Linked DNA regions of Hordeum vulgare: regions 1 and 3 are each linked to region 2. A link is a contact called in public Hi-C data. All regions are on one chromosome and are shown on one strand. Each heading gives the region's core, a stretch centred on a gene start, on an enhancer-like site or on the middle of the called end of the contact. The rest is flanking DNA. Distances are from core to core; before and after follow the strand shown.

Region 1 (3,459 bases), core at 952-3,451, 920 kb before region 2:
TTTATTAATTGGGGTATCCAGTAAATAACAGCATATAACAGTATAAAGCACATTCATGGGAAACTCTAATAGGTGGAAGTAAGAAAATGGTAAATCATGACAGAAAATATCTTAGGTTTCAAGATTAGTGGACTGTCAAGGAGCATGTTAGGTCTTCACTTCTTATTGACGCATGTGGTATAATAATACTCCCTGACACTTATTTTGGATCGGAGGGAGTACTAGAAAGGAACACAACGTTAGATAAAAGAACCACTGTTTAATAATAAATATTTACTCAAGAAATTGATTATGATTAAAATCTGAGTAATTTCTCAAGGGTAACTAATCCATCATTAACATTATCCCCTCGATGGATTCTGTTTAGGATAATCCCATCACTGGATTATTAGATAGCTAGGTTCATTATTTGATAGGTCATCAGAGCATCCCATTCTAGCTTAAGCTTTTGATCAAATATAGCAAGCAATGGAATCAGGAATAACCTAGATCACATTTAACTAGGACCTACTGAACAAAGAAGATGATGCCAAAAATATCCCCATGAACAAAGAACATAAGAAAGAAATACTTCATTAAATCAACCGACAAGAACTGATAGTTAAACTTGTAGCATTTCTCACAAGTTAGAACAACTTTTCACCATGTCCAAGTACCCAGATATGCTAAGTATTACGAACTATAATGTGCTGATATTGAAAAATAAAGATCCTACAATCTACATATATGCTCTCATTACTATAAATTAACAAATGATTTCTGAATTCTGATGATTGTATCCTGATACTAGTATAAGTTCACCCATTTTCCAACATAAACTAACCGTGCAGATGGTCTTCTAGTGATCCCAATGGCATATATTCATAAACGAGTAAGCGTTGATCACCGTCAACACAGTAGCCTATCAAATTGACAAGGTTAGGGTGATGCAAGAGGTTGAGCATGAGAACCTCCACAAGGAATTCTCGGTTCCCCTGAAGCCCATTTAGATCAAGTTGTTTGACTGCAACAACCTGCCATGCAGCAAATGCTGAAACAATATTATCATACAATACGGAAAATATGGGCAAGATTATTATAGTTTCCACATCTCCCATAAGTGATATTCAATGAGAATTATATTACCGTAGGTGAGAAGTATAGTTTATAATTAGCAAATACAAACCTGACCATCATTCAAATATGCTTTATACACACAACCAAATCCTCCTCGACCCAACTGAGAATCCTGGCTGAAGTTTTTGGTAGCATCAACAAGCTCACGCAGAGTGAAGATCGTTGCTTCATTATTTGTGCCATTTCTCTGGATTCCTTCAATATGCGTGGATTCAGCCCTCAGTGGGACACTTTCTGATGACTCTGAAAAATCAACTGTTAATGATCTACTAGTGTTCATAATTTTGGCTTCCACTTTACTAATCGTGTTTCATTTTCTGTTTCCTTGATAAAGCTCTGCAGCTACTCACAAACAAAACTTGTAACTGCTAGAAGAATTGCAATACCACAAGAAAGTAAAGGTGGACTCGCCACTGGAAATTTCTGATGGTTGACCATAAGACTATAACACATCATTAAAAAAAAATTACCCTCCAGCTCGGAACCATCCCCAACAGAGAATTTATTGGGATCAGGAGCTGAAGAGACTCGATTATTACTTCTTTCCGCGAGATGAAGATACTGATGAACCAACACAAAAACATTTCTCGCCTGATTATGGTAGGTAAAGAACAGAGGGGATTAATAGGGCAGGACGCATCATCACCTGAGGCGACTCCATGGTCGATTCCGCTGGAGTCCTCGTTGTCGTCGTGCTCCTTCACCACCACCTCCTCCTCCTCAGGGCACCGGAACAGGCACGACAAGAAGCCCATCTCATAATCCGGCCTCGACAGCCCCAACAAGAGGGCTGGAATCAAGAAAATCCGAGAAATCCCCAACCCCTAGCCACCGCGGAGGAGACTTTAGGTCACCGGGATAGCAAGGATTCCTCGGCAGCCAGGAAAATTAGTCAATTGTTTCTTTCTCGGAGGGGACTGATCAATTGTTTAAGGTCGGACAAAGGAGGAAAAAAAAAGGAAGAAAGCGAGAGAATGGATAAACGGATGAAGGGGGCAAAAGTCTCCTCCCACAAACGAAACGAATAAGTATAAAATTGAAGGCGCAAAAACGGAGCAGTGAGTGAGTGACGCTGTGCGATGGGGATGCCGGGCCCGGGAAGCAGCTAATTCCCTGGTTAATTAGTCATCAGTCAAAGGATTTGATTTGGACGCAAGTTGCATTCGTGCCCCTACGGGGACTGTCTATTTCTCTTCTGCCCCACCACTATGTGTCAAAGATGTCCCAGTGCATGAATCTGCTCGCCCCAATGCCCAACTTGCTCTTCTCGTCAAAAAGATTCAAAACATGTGTTATTTTCCTGTTATACTAATGTTGAATGATACTAATATGCGAGCATGTAATGTTGATCGTGCACGTGAGCTGGTCTTGGAGTTCTTACTTTTTTTACACACCAGGACTTATCAGCTGTGGAGATTCACATGCTTGACCGTCATTATTACCAACTCTGTCACGGTTTAGAAAGTGTGTTTGGAAATTTTCTAAAACCGAGGTGATTATTGATTGGCTGTGACATGGGTTAAAAAATAGCATTCACACTACACATGCATATAAAAATAATACAACGAAGTACTAATTAGCTCCTAGGAGTAAATGCAATACGTCCTAAACCTTATCTATTGTAAAAATACATGTAAATTTAACTATGCCTTCTAAAGCGCGACGGGGAAGTACTTAATATCGGTTGAAAATTAGGCATTTTCTGGTTGAATTTAGTCCAAGAAATCAATAGGAAAAACATAATAGTGAAAATAATTCAAACGAACAATAAATTGTTGAAACTAGTCATGGAGTCGAAATCATAAGAAAAAGACGTCATATTTATATCGATTACTACTATTAGTACTCAAACAGTAACCCTAACAGAAATGATAGAGTGGCATACGGAACAACGAAAGTGGAAGCAGATGCGCCATTCGTCATGTCGTCTAAGAGGATGTTGACATCGGGGAGGAAGTCGTTGTTAGGGAACTCGTCGTCGACCCCAGTCACGATGAACAAGTATCCAGCAGTCCCGCTGAAGCGCTCCCCAAAAACCTGATCACACCTGTCCTGTACCGGATCACAAGAGCGGAAGTTTCAGAGGCCTTTGTCTCACTCCCCGGTGCACGCTGAGAAGCGAGATGGGAAAAAAGAGAAGCGACACAATGTTCTGGAACGAGGCGATGTGTTGTACGTCTCATTGGGAAGAGGAGCAACCTCTTATAGGCATGCCGAGATGAAACTGAAAATGAAGGCACTAATTCTCATTAAGGAGAGAAGAAACAGATGCACTAAAAATCCTATTAAGTGATTAGTTTATCTTTCATTAGTAGGCCAATCGTTTCATTCTTGCATGACAGA
Region 2 (4,019 bases), core at 1,233-3,732:
CACTATTTGCTCGTTGATATGGTCAAAAAATGGATTTGACACTTTGACAAAAGCTTGCTAGAGACCATCACTTCATGGGAATCTTTCTCTAGTGGGTTCGATAACTCAGGGTCACCTCTGGGGAAATATGTGCGGAATACTCTTTTATGTTCCAATACCGGATCAATAAAAAGGAAGTATCACCATCTTTTTTAGCAGCCTTTGGGAACAGATGATCGAGAACTCGCTGACACCAAGGATATTGTAGATTTGCATGCATCGGAGAGAAAGCCCCTTGAACAGCGGGGGCCTTCCCGTGGAAGACGACCCAATACCAGGAACCTGCATGTAAAGGAGCAACACCCAATGACCACAACGTGGACCTCCAATAAAGGAGGTTGAGAGGGAAACTCCCTCAACACACAAATTCTCGAAACTCAAGCCGGAGAAAATGAAGTAGCAAGAAATTATCCCCAACTCAAGCAAAGAGATCAGATGCCAAACCAAATGAAGTAGAGAGTATGCAACGGATGTAGAGGAGTCCGCATAAGCCTTTAGGAAAGCAAGAGTGAAGCACAAGGACTCCAAATTAAGTGGTCTTTTTCAAGTCGGGTGACCAAATCGAGGATATACTCATAGGAGAAAGAGAGCAAAGAAAAGGGAGGCCAACCAACAAGATCCACAATGTAGCCTTCACCGACGATATTGCATCACCGTGATGCCATGCCTCAAAAGGGGATAAAATTCTTAGGATTGGGGATGAAAGAAAGGGAGGTTATTTATACCAGGAAGACTGAAGCATATCCAGGCATGGTTGTGATCGAGGAAGACATTGACAGAGAAACCAAGGATGGCCGCAAGCAATGACCGGAACCTCCAATCCGACGATGGCCCCTAGTTCTAGCCATATAAGGCGCAACTAAGGGTGGATTGGCAAAGGATGTGGTTGATCCGAGTCCCTCTCCCGCTTCTCTAGTTAGACGATCCAGTGGAGGAGGAGAGAGAGAGAGAGAGAGAGAGAGAGAATCGAAATCTATTGATACGTTATGCTTCCTAAATTTTAAGGCCTCATGGTCAATTGAGGTCAGTTGGAATCTATTTGACCGAGTCAATAATACCCTTTTTTTCTCAAGAAGCACTCTCATTCAACTCTTTTAGTTCACTACACTGTCTAGTTTTTGAGCTCTCTATTCGATTAAGGTATTCAATTTTGAATTTGGTTCATGCTTTTGAGCAGGTCAATTATTGTTCAAATCAATTGGCAACAACTAGCCTATAAAAACAATCAATCCCGCGAACTCTCTCACCAGCTAGGAAAAAATGTCAATATGTGATAATGTAGCATCAATATAGCACATATGGACACCGACACGGAAAATTTTCTCGGATAGTATGGATTGGTTACCAAAGAACACATAATCACACCACGAAAGGCCCACCAAGATACCGTGTTATATAAATAAAAATAAACACACTCCATCATGTGTCCAAAGTCCAAACCAAATAATCACTCAATTCCAAAATATAATGGGCATTAGGTTTTCAAAAGTCAAATTTCTTTAACTTCGCCTAAATTCAAAGCAAAAAACATGACATGCACAATACTAAATAAATAAAACACTCCCTCCATGAATTAATATAAGAACATTTAGATCACTATTTTAATTATCCAAACACTCTTATATTAGTTTATAGAGGGAGTATAAAACATATAAAACATTCATTTCATGATGAATCTAATGATACCGGTTTGATATATTCATCTATAAATTTGGTTAAACTTAAAGGGGTTTAACTTCTAAAAAAGTAACACACCTTATATTTTTAACAATGAGTCAAAAATGTATGAAAAGAATCAAGCAAAGCGCGCCCAACCCATCAAGTAAGTTTTACAATGCAAAGTGACTATAGTTTAAATGTTGGATGGAAAGAGAAAAGAAGACCCAACGCATAGGAAAGAGAGATCATATCAACTGTTTTGACCCCGCAAAAAAAAAACTGTTTTGAAAGTATAAAAAACATGCAGGAAAGATAAACGTTTTTAAGATGGAAGGGGAGTGCATCCGGCGGACCGCCACCTACCAGGTCACCAGACTATCGATGCACCGAATAAACGGTGGACAAAGATTGTTGCACACGTTGTTGGTCCTAGCCGAAAAAACAAACAAAGAAATAAAAAAGATGTCGACCGAGCATCCTAAGCTGGGAGTGGAGTCGGGAGCGCGTGGGCACATGACGGTGCCGCCGCGGTGGGGTCCGTCCACCCCGGGCCAGCCAGGGCCGTGGCAGCAGCAGGCAGCAGCAGCGGGCAGGGAGGAGTGACCGACCGTCAGGACGACCGCGCATTCAATGCGGCCCGCGGCTTGCTGCCCACTCCCCCCCACCACTTTTACCTTTTGCGTTTCCGCCCCCGCCTTCCCCCCGTCTCACCAGCCACCCCCGCCGCGGGGGTGCTTCTTGGCGCCTACGCGACGTCACCACGCGCTGTCTGAGCCACGACACCCCCCTCAAGCGAGAGAGCGAGAGAGAGAGGGGGAGTGAGTCCCACTCACGCAGAAAAGGCCACACGACGCGAGCGTAGTACGGGACGAGCCGGGGCTGCGACTGCAAGGGAGGGAGAAGAGGAGTCCGGAGGAAGCAACGCCCAAGAGCGAGGGAGATTTTGCTCCGCTTTCGCCCCGGCTCCAACATCCCCTTGCTCGCGCGGCTGCCGGGCGAGCACGGTCCGGCCCGATCCCCGCCCGATCGCCGCGGCGGGAGGAGCATTCGGGGAGCTGCTCGATGATGGAGTCGTACGCCGCGTCCCCCAAGGACGGCGGCGGGGGCGGCGCCGAGGGCGGCCGCGCCGACGCTGCCACCGGCCTGGAAGGTACGCGCTCAATTCCGACCCCGATGTTGCGCTCCGCGCGCGCAATTTTGGGCCGGCTGTTTCTGCGCGTGCGTTTTGGGAAAAAAGGAGGGGGTTTGTGTGTCGTTTGCTTGCTAGGGTTTTGGATCTTCGATGCTGCTTGATGCGTGCGAATGTCGCTGCGTGCCGCGGCCTTTTGTGTTCTCGCAGAGTCCATGTGGAGGCTGGGGCTGGCCGGCGGAGAGGAGGCCGCCGGGGAGGGGCTGCCGGAGCGCCCGGGCGAGGCCAACTGCGTCTACTACCTCCGCACGGGGGCCTGCGGCTACGGGGAGACCTGCCGCTACAACCACCCTCGTGATCGCGCCGCCGCGGTGAGCCGGACCGCTTCCCTTCTCCCAATTTTATTCCCCCCATCATGCTCTGCTTCACTTCAGTCTAGTTGGGACTTGCTACTTACGACTTGCCAGTCCCTGATAATGACCGACAGGTTCAATTACAGCTGGTTGGTGCGGATGGGAGCTTCCAGCTCAAGCCTCTAGCTGTGATTGAATTGAATTGATTCTAGTTATGGCTTAGGAGCCTGTCATGGAAGTGAAACTTGATTGTGCAGTCGTCGGTTGCTGTCGTTGATTATGTGATTGACTCATTCTATAATAAGGCTTGTTGTCTTTGTCGATGTTTTATAATTCAAAGCTCCACTTTCTGCTTACGCTGCCACTTGCTTATGTTGTAGGCCTGATCAGTCATATGGTCATATTTCTATTAGGATTTTTTTTACCTGACAGCTCAAGTAGATAGACGTGTTCACATGTTTCTAGTGAGTTGTTGTACAAGTGAGAACTTTACGCAGAGTATAGTAGCTATGAATTCCTGACGCTACATTGGGTCAAGGAGATTGAATTGAAGGTCTAAACATGTTTTGTGCTCTGTTTTTTAGTTTGATGGAGGCATAAGGACCACACGCACAGTGGAGTATCCAGAACGCCCAGGTCAGCCACCGTGTGAGGTAATGAAACTAGTCCTCATCTTGCCAAGAGTCGGAAACTCGCTCATACAGTGACAGGAAATTATGTGAAATAGAAGGTCTAAGGTCTTTCCTTTAGAAGCTGGTACATGATATTTCAGTCATCATACACGAGTTTTTTATATTTGGTGGATAGTTTACAGTTTCGAATTTTCACATTTTCTTTTG
Region 3 (3,638 bases), core at 97-2,596, 670 kb before region 2:
CTTGATGTAGATGCATCTCTAACAAGTACATAGATCCTTGATGGCGAAGAAGTGCTATGTCGTGTACATAAGGAAGGTTCCGGGAGTGTACGACGAGTGGCCCGAGTGTTAGGCTCAAGTGGATGGGTTCTCAGGTGCCAGCCATAAAGGGTTTAATAGCAGACAAGAAGCAGAAGCTAGTTACTTGAGGTGGAAGCTAGCACGAGAGAGGAATGAGAATCGCTGCCTCATGTACTCCATAGTTCCGCTTTCACTCATAGTGATAGCTCTTCTCTTTTACATCATTGTTTAGATAGATGACGATGTAGTTGCAAGTATTCGAGACATGCCATAACTTGTATCGCAATTTTGAGATGATGGCGGGAGACATCATTTGTGTTGGATGATAATTATGATGACGGCATTGATTTTATGAGACTATTTGTATGTGTATGATATGATTAGATCTGTATATGTATGATTAGATTTTATAAGACTATTGTATAAAACCTGTTCAACAAAGAAAATGGGAAGTAGAAAAATAATAATTCAAAAACTAATAACAATAACACGGGTAATGTTTTAGCAGGAGCGAGCTCTTATCAATAGCGCTCTTTAAATAGACGCGTTGCAACTATTAGTAGTACCACGGTTCCATAAATCACGCTATTACTATTTACAAATACCAGTAGCGTGGGTTAGGTTGACCCGCGTTACTGCTAAAAATTAGATGTAACGAGCTAGCAGTAGCGCGGGACCCCGTGCTACCGGTATGTCTTTTACCCACGCTATCACTAGGGTTTTTGCTAGTAATGTCATGGGCGTGTGATTGGCAGTGTTGGAGGGTATAAAGTGTGTAGACGATGCGGTTCACACGTTTAACGGCGTTTAGATGGAGATACCGTAGTTTTTCTTAAAGTATGTCATGGTAAATCTTTTTTGCTTTCCAAAATAGCAAATGTGACATGAAAAAAGACTGAGGAAATTACAACCAAACAAGGCATGTACTAGGACACGAGAATAATGCAGGCACGAGAGTAGTGTACGAAATACACACCGCCAGTGACAATAAAACCAGGAGCATGGCTCAACATAACTCGGGCGAGTGCCATAATAGCGAGCTTAACTCCAACCGTTACCGCCCTTCATTTATGCAAACGGAGAAATCTCCATCAATCCTCCCCCTAGATCGACCACGCGTGGTCCCAGTCAAGAAGCCAATATATATACTTATAGTGAATATTGTTTTTAAAAATCGCGAGAGAAACAAACACCAACCTACCCCGCCCCCCGTGCCTCTGTGTAAAAACCGGACAGGTGCACGCGACAGTGGTGGGAAAACCAGCGAAAAAGAAGAAGAAAAAGGACAGAGAGAGAGAGAGAGAGAGCAGTAGCCACACCATAGTGGTGGAAAGGAAACCAGAGAGAGAGAGAGAGAGAGAGAGAGAGAGAGAAGAAACAAAACCCGCCCGATCTCCTCGCCCTCCTCCTACTCCCACTCCGATCGCTCCTGCCCGATTCCCTACCCGATTGCCGCGCGCCTCCTGGTCCCGACACCCATGGAGCCTCACCCCGCAGCTGCAGCCGGAGGAGGAGGAGGAGAAGGGGAGGCCGGCCGTGGCGCGGACCCCGACACCGGCCTCGAAGGTAGCACGCCTTTTTCTTCTTCCTCTTCTCTCTCTCTCTCTCTGTGTGTGTGTGTGTGTAATTATTTTGCTCGGATCTCCGCGTCCGTACGGCGGGCGGATCTACGTGGATTGGCGTAACTGGACGAATGCGTGGCTTGCAGGGTCGATGTGGAGGATGGGGCTGGCCGGCGACGGCGGCGGGGAGGGGGACGGGGCGCGCCTGCCGGAGCGGCCAGACCAGGCGGACTGCATCTACTACCTCCGCACGGGCGCCTGCGGCTTCGGGGACCGCTGCCGCTACAACCATCCCCGCGATCGCGGCGGCACTGAGGTGACAAAGCCGCTTCCCTTTTGCGCGCTATCCTGATCTCGCTCCGCGCGATTGGGTGAGCCCATGTGTATGCGCGCGTTTGCGTTGGAGGCAGCTTTACGTTACGTATAAGTATTTGCCATGTGATCGATGTAGCGACACTGCAAGCAAATCAGATCACACAAAATTTCCAGTGATTCGGGTAATGTAGCTCATCTCTAGCTGAATTGCATCTGCCGCTCGTGCAACTCTCGGTGGTGTCTTCCTAGCACTGACGAGGCGGCAGCATGATAGTCTTCATGGTGGGGGTACCTGAACCTAGACCGCCTACTGGATATCCTTTTGGAAGCACAAAGTCATGGATGCTCTGCAGAGTGTTTCTCTTCTCCACTCCCGCTATGCCAATCGTTTCACTGCATTAGCAGCTTTATACTTACTAGTTTGGCTTTTATGGGCTACTAAGCTTACTAGGTGTCACTACATACATTTCTCCCACTTCCCCATTCTCCATTTAATCCATCTTATATCATGCCAATGCCATGTTGACCATGATAACATAAAAGGCTATACCCCCCACCCCCCTCTTGGCAGTCGCGTGTGCTTAGATTTCTATGTCAAATGCATGGAAAAACGAAATACATGTATAAACATCAATCACAGAGGTTCAGAGCTGTCCTCAACAGTTTTGTTCTAGATGGTTCATATGCTTTTTGCTGTATCTGTATATATAAATCCATCTCACAGTTGGTAGTACCTTCCATTTGACCCTTGTTTTGGTGGATTAAATGCTATTTGACTTGCTTAATTTGCCAAAGATACTTCGCGTACTGCTTACCATTAGCAGTTAAAGTTGGTAATTTGACATTAGTAAAGCTGCTTCCATCATGGAATGGTTTTCATAAATGATTTATCATGGCTTCAATACTTTCCATGTTTCCGTTAAGGATATCTCTTTTCTGCTATGGGCCTAGGATATTGATTTTGTTTCTACTATACTATTTAGGCAGTAATCTTAGTTTAACCTAGAACATAAACAGGAGTTTATCTCTTCCAGTTGAATTCTAGGAATCATATTTACAGTTTTGCAATATATGACAAATGGAGTAATCACTGTTTTCCATTTTTTCAAAATTGTAGTTTGGTGGAGGCGCAAAGAATGCAGTAGCATTGGACTACCCGGAGCGGTTGGGTCAACCAGTATGTGAGGTACATAAATCTAACAGTTTCAGGCTCAAATTTAATTACTACCTTACAAAAAAGGAGCATCAGTCACACTCTTGAGCATGCATGCACCAACTCCTGCACACCATCTGCATGCATCCAGTTGGCCACTTACTTGCTGTTCCTTGACTGGCATACAGAGCCAACAACTAAAATTTTAGTAATGTCTGGCAGGGTATTCAGCATCCTGCCCATTTTATGTTCTGTCAGATGACTTGTTAACTGTTTGGACTTACTCTTTTGTATTTTTTACAGTATTACATGAAGACTGGGACTTGCAAATTTGGTTCCAATTGCAAATATCACCATCCTAAGCAAGATGGTTCTGTGCAGCCTGTGATGTTAAACAGTAATGGATTCCCTCTACGCCCGGTGTGAAAATTCTCTCCAAAAACATTGCTTCTTTAGTGAAATCTTTCACCTAGTATCTGTATGGAAAGTTATTGATACCAACGAAATGCAGGGTGAGAAAGAGTGCTCCTACTACATGAAGACTGGAC

Evidence for each region. A called contact is a pair of places that touch in the nucleus more often than the background predicts.
Region 1: a Hi-C map of seedling shows a contact between it and region 2, with 4 times the contacts expected there. The contact joins the promoter of LOC123443415 here to the promoter of LOC123443412 in region 2. A contact is called at or near these places in 2 of 6 Hi-C or Micro-C datasets (leaf and seedling).
Region 3: a Hi-C map of seedling shows a contact between it and region 2, with 2.4 times the contacts expected there. The contact joins the promoter of LOC123443414 here to the promoter of LOC123443412 in region 2. A contact is called at or near these places in 2 of 6 Hi-C or Micro-C datasets (leaf and seedling).

What each region holds. Positions count from the first base shown.
Region 1 is chr3H:177,547,356-177,550,814 of MorexV3_pseudomolecules_assembly, reverse strand. LOC123443415 (probable serine/threonine-protein kinase PBL7) reads right to left here and starts at 2,201. Exons shown (of 5, transcript XM_045119768.1): 1 at 1,763-2,201; 2 at 1,166-1,359; 3 at 824-1,013. The coding sequence starts at 1,871.
Region 2 is chr3H:176,623,440-176,627,458 of MorexV3_pseudomolecules_assembly, reverse strand. It overlaps LOC123443412 (zinc finger CCCH domain-containing protein 5-like), which reads left to right and starts at 2,482. Exons shown (of 7, transcript XM_045119764.1): 1 at 2,482-2,848; 2 at 3,038-3,198; 3 at 3,765-3,833. The coding sequence starts at 2,761.
Region 3 is chr3H:177,292,363-177,296,000 of MorexV3_pseudomolecules_assembly, reverse strand. It overlaps LOC123443414 (zinc finger CCCH domain-containing protein 6-like), which reads left to right and starts at 1,346. Exons shown (of 9, transcript XM_045119767.1): 1 at 1,346-1,626; 2 at 1,769-1,938; 3 at 3,055-3,123; 4 at 3,394-3,510; 5 at 3,602-3,638. The coding sequence starts at 1,539.